2 separate regions of the Danio rerio genome follow, and region 2 is linked to region 1. A link is a contact called in public HiChIP or PLAC-seq data. All regions are on one chromosome and are shown on one strand. Each heading gives the region's core, a stretch centred on a gene start, on an enhancer-like site or on the middle of the called end of the contact. The rest is flanking DNA. Distances are from core to core; before and after follow the strand shown. Region 1 holds the start of lancl1 (LanC antibiotic synthetase component C-like 1 (bacterial)). Region 2 holds the start of arglu1b (arginine and glutamate rich 1b).

Region 1 (2,718 bases), core at 79-2,578:
AGAGACGCATAGCACAGGTGTTATAAAAGATCTTCCTTCATTCTATTCATGCACTGCCATCATTTCATGACCAATCACCTGTCAGCTATAACATTACTGAGGAAACTTCACGGCAAGAGCATTTCTTCCTGTCAACAAAGGCCTGAAAATCATGCAAATTAATAAAGTAAAACAGACTTTTTAGTATTATTTATTTTTAGTTGTATTCATATCTGAGGGTTTATTTTGGGGGTTGTGCCTTATTTGCAACATCCAAACACTAAATAATTGTTATGATATACAGTATTAACATGTACACTGCAACAGGTTTGTTTGTTTTTTTGTCACTAAACATGATCACACTCTTCACTGTTTCTAGATCTATCACTAAATTTAATTTAATCTTCATATTAGAAAAAAATATATATATAAAATTTATATTGTATTTTACATATTATTTGATATCCATGACAGCAATGATTTAGCATTGTTTTTATTCCCAATAAATAAATTAGTCAATTAACATGTATTATTTTATTTTATTTTATTTTATTTTATTTTATTTTAGGAAAGCATGCGTCCAATATTTTCCCAAAACTTGGGAAGTTGAACTTGTGGTAATTCTCAATCAATAAATTAGTTAATTAACATTTATTATTATTTTATTTTTATTTTATGTTTTTTATTTTTATAATTTATTTTATTTTATGCGTGCAATATTTTACCAAAACTTGGAAAGTTGAACTTGTTTTTATTCCCAATAATAAATAGTTCGATAACATTTATTATTATTTTCTTTTCTTTTTAATTTAATTTATTTATTCATTTATTTATTATTTTATTTGTTTTATTTAATTTTGTTTAATTTAATTATTATATATATATATATATATATATATATATATATATATATATATATATATATATATATATATATATATATATATATATATAATTTTTTTTATTATTATTTTATTTTATGTGTGCAATATTTTCTCAAAACTTGGTTTTATTCCCAATTGATAAATTAGCTAATTAACTTAAATTTTATTTTATTTACTTTTCATTTTATTTTTATTTTATTTTGTTTTATTTATTTTTCTTTTATTTTTTATGAAAGCATGTGTGCAATATTTTCCTAAAACTTTAAAATAATCAGATCAATTAATCATCAAAATAAATTTAAAAAAGAAATAAATCTACATAGACCTACCGTTCTAGTATTTATTAATTATCTGGTATAATTAATAATAAATAATTATTATTTACCTATCACAATGATGACGACAATGACGATGACCCTCCTGAACACTAGATGGCGGCATTGAGTCAAACCAAAACAGCGTGTCCTGAGATCAGACGAGAAGAATTCAACAGTGCAGCACTCGAACGGTATGTTTACTGTTATAAAATAAATGTTAGGAAATTGTTTTGCCAAGAGCACATGTGATTGCAAACGCCTGCTGTTGCTGCGCGAGTATTAAGCCAGAATTATTTCCTGCATGTTTTGTTCTTCACGCATTCTTGTATTGTCGGAGAGTAAAGAAGGGGGCGTGTGTTTCTCGGCCCCGGTTTTATTTAACTAACTGTAACTGCAAATATATTATTGTAGATTCATAAAACGAATAATTTGGATAGTGTTTCCTTTATACAATTTGTGAGCTGAACATCTGGGTTTGTGCGGATTTATTTTGTAGGCCCTAATCGCATGCTTCAGTATCACAGGATTTTGGTGCGTCATAAGTTTTTATACACAGCAGATGACTCTACATTACAGGTCTGTAATTCAGATAAACGTTCAACGTAAAGTATTTCATACGAATATGAGGCCCAGAAATATTAAATTCAGGGGTACAAATAATAACCTTAAATATTCGACACGAGTATTTATTATGTAAACAATAAAACGTTTAATTTAAACCTGCAAATTATAACAACAACAACATTCATATGTGCATCTGAGTGGCTAAAAAATTGTATGAAAATATTGGAACACGCATGTTGTGATTAACTAAATGTTTTATTTCCGTGTTAAGGCCAGGCATCACCATCGTGGCCTAAAATATTATTCCAAAATGGAGCTGCCATCTTTTTTTTTTTTTTTTTTTTTTTTAATTAACTTATGCTCTTTATTAGTGCGACACGGTGGCTCGGTGGTTAGCACTGTCGCCTTACAACAAGAAGGTCGCTAGTTTGAGCCCAGGCTGGGTCAGTTGACATTTCTGTGTGGAGTTTGGACGTTCACCCCGTGTTGGCGTGGGTTTCCTCCCGGTGCTCTGGTTTCCCCAACAAAGACATGTGCTATAGGGGAATTGAATACTAAACTGGCTGTAGTTTCTGAAGGAGTGTGTATGGATGTTTCCCAGTTCTGAGTTGCAGCTGGAAGCTTAAAACGTGCTGGATTAGTTGGCGGTTCATTCGTCTGTTGCCACCCCTGATGAATAAAGGGACTAAGCCCAAGAAAAAATGAATAATTGAATGCTCTTTATTTCAGATCTCTTCAAAATGTCTGAACAACGAGCCTTGAAGAATCCTTATCCAGATTACACTGGGCTGGGATGTGCACAAGACTTGTTTGACATGCAGGGAAATGTGAGTGATTAAAAATAAAATGCATATACAGTGCTTAGCATATATACAGTAAGTACACCTCTCACAAATTTCTCTTTTAAATTCATATTTTTTAATAGGAAGCTATACAGTATTATATTTGTGCATATACATTAATTTAGTCAGACC
Region 2 (2,718 bases), core at 142-2,641, 160 kb after region 1:
TCATAACTAATATAATTTCAAAAAAGTATTCTCTGCAAATGTTAAATAGAGAAATCATATTAGTAGCCAATGACTATCAAATTACAACCCTGTTTAAATAGTGCTAATGCTGACTTTATGTCATCCTTACACGCCATTTAGACCGAATATTCACAGTACAGTTATAGGGGCCACAAGTTGTCACTGTTCAGAATTTAACGAATGTCTGAATATAAAACCAAATTTACCTCAATTAAAAAACAAATACAATGGAAGCCAATGTTTAGTTTTACATCTTTCTTCAAAGTATCTTCTATTGTGTCCAACAGAAGTAAGAAACTCACAAAGGATTTGAAACGAGTGAAGGAGTAAATGATGACTGAATTTAGATCTTTGAGTGAACTATCTGACATGGATCGAAGAACAATTGATTAAGGTAAAGTTGGTTTTATATTCACACATTCATTCAGTGACAACTTTTAACATGCTCATATATTGTGTACTGTACTTTGAATATTTGGTCTGAAACCACATGCGTGTTCGACTTAAAAACATTAACACTATTGACTATGAACAATGTTACTTTGATAGCCATTAGCTGCTAATATGATTTCACTACTTGGAATTTGCAAAGCATACTTTTCTGAAATTATATTAAGGAAAACGTCCAAATGTTTGAATATGAAACGATTTTTACCCCAATGTGAAATGGTACTTAAACAGTAACTTTTAAAGGCTGTAAGACTGAGGTGTTGTTTACTGTACATTGGTAACAGATTTATTTGATGAGAGAGCAGGTCGGCTACTCACATTCTCCTCTGTCTTTCCATCTCGACTTTCTTCTCTTCCTCTTCTTTCTTCTGCTTTTCATCCACAGCGCTCCTCTTGCTCAGCGCCCTGCCGAAAATGTCGATCCTCTCTGGCGGAGATGCGGCTCTCTCTCGGTCCCGCCGAGACGTGGCCGTGTTTGATCTGGACCGGGAGCGCGACTCTCTCCTGCGGTTCCTTTTGGACTCTCGCGACTTGGAGCGCCTCTTCCTCTCCCTGTCCCGGGATCTCGATCGAGATCTGCTTCGCTTTTTGCTGTGCTTACTGGTTTTGGAGTGCTTGGAGCGGGAAGAGCTGCGGCTCCTCGAGCGACCCATTTCAGACGCCGGTTGAGTTGCAGAAGCCAGGAGACTGAACACCACTAAAGCATCGGACTGACGAACACACACACCTGCTAGACCTTCACGCTAACCCCAAATCGCACATTTAAGGAATCAGCGCAGACTGCATGACAATAATCTCGAAGGCGGAACTCTTATTTGGAAGTAAATGGTTTAATAACAATGGTATTTTATCTGCAGCATACAATTTATCTTGTATAGTTAAAAAGCAAGATGGAGGATGGCTGATCTCAGATCCCAGCATGCAATTCCTTGTTTTTCTTTTGTTGTGAGGATCGAGGCTTGGCCACATAGACGATTGCCATCATGTGGCGTGGAGAGCAAACGAGTGAATTGTTTGGAGTTCATTCAATGAACCGATTTGCAACCGAGTCATCACTCTTATTTCACTCTTGCATAACAAAGCTCTAATTTGAAAATGAAATGTAGCCACATTTTATCATTTTTGTAAATTAGCCTTTAATGTTTTTAGATTATTTTAAAATCTCATTAAAGTAACTGGTCATTAGCTAAAATGTACAAAAACATTTATGATGGATTTCTTATATTGTTCCCCTACATAATGTTAACGTTTACTATTAAATAGAATTAAAATGTGTCATATCATACAAAAATAACTTCATGTATTTTGAATATATATTCCCGAAAATGCACAAATCAAAAATCTGGAGCAAGTTGGCATCAATAGCCTAGTGGTTATAAGTGCGGCGACATATAGCACCATGGTGCTCATGGCAACCCTAGTTCGATTCCCAGCTTAAGGTCCTTTGCCAACCCTTCCCCTCTCTCTGCTCGAAATACTTTCCTGTCTGTAACCTCCACTGTCTTATATCAAATAAAGGTGAAAAACCTTTTTTTGGAGCAACCGCTTTTCCTGGGCTGGGTTGCAGGGGCAGCAGTTTTAGGAGAGAAACCCACACTTTCCTCTCCCCAGACAGCTCCTTCGGGGGGATCCCGAGGCGTTCCCAGGTCAGTCGAAATAGTCCCTCCAGCGTGTGCTGGGTCTTCCACGAGGCCTCTTCCCGGTGGGACATGCCTGGGACACTTCCCTAGGTAGGCGTCCAGGAGGCATCCGAAACAGATGCCCGAGCCACCTCAGCAGACTTCTCCCGATGTGGAGGAACAGTGGCTCTTCTCCGAGCTCCTCCTGGATGTCAGAGCTCCTGACCCTATCCATAAGATTGCACCATGCCACCCTTCGAAAGAAACTCATTTCGGCCACTTGTATCGAAGATCTTGTCCTTTTAGTCATGACCCAAAACTCATGGCCATAGGTGTCGTAGGAATGTATTGATCCGTAAATCGAGAGCCTTGCCTTCCGGCTCAGCTCCTTTAACACAACAGTCAGATGCAACGACCGCATTACTGCTGCTGCTATACCAGTCCGCCTGTCAATCTCACGTTCCATCCTTCCCTCACTCGTAAACAAAACCCCGAGATTCTTGAACTCATCCGCCTGGGGTAAGAACTTTCCTCCAACCTGGAGATGGCAAAGCACCTTTTTCCGGTGGAGCTCCATGGCCTCGGACTTGGAGATGCTGATTCTCATCCCAGCCGTGTCACACTCGGT

What was found. HiChIP or PLAC-seq counts read pairs in DNA pulled down with a chosen protein or histone mark.
Region 2: an H3K4me3 HiChIP or PLAC-seq map of gastrula embryo shows a contact between it and region 1, with 2.2 times the contacts expected there. The contact joins the promoter of arglu1b here to the promoter of lancl1 in region 1. A contact is called at or near these places in 2 of 4 datasets of contacts at active chromatin or transcription factors (embryo and gastrula embryo).

The regions. Positions count from the first base shown.
Region 1 is chr1:8,938,568-8,941,285 of GRCz12tu, forward strand. lancl1 (LanC antibiotic synthetase component C-like 1 (bacterial)) reads left to right here and starts at 1,329. Exons shown (of 11, transcript NM_001009891.2): 1 at 1,329-1,371; 2 at 2,474-2,571. The coding sequence starts at 2,485. It overlaps LOC141384472 (a long non-coding RNA gene), which reads left to right. Exons shown (of 12, transcript XR_012405417.1): 12 at 1-166.
Region 2 is chr1:9,094,074-9,096,791 of GRCz12tu, forward strand. arglu1b (arginine and glutamate rich 1b) reads right to left here and starts at 1,392. Exons shown (of 4, transcript NM_200162.1): 1 at 790-1,392. The coding sequence starts at 1,124.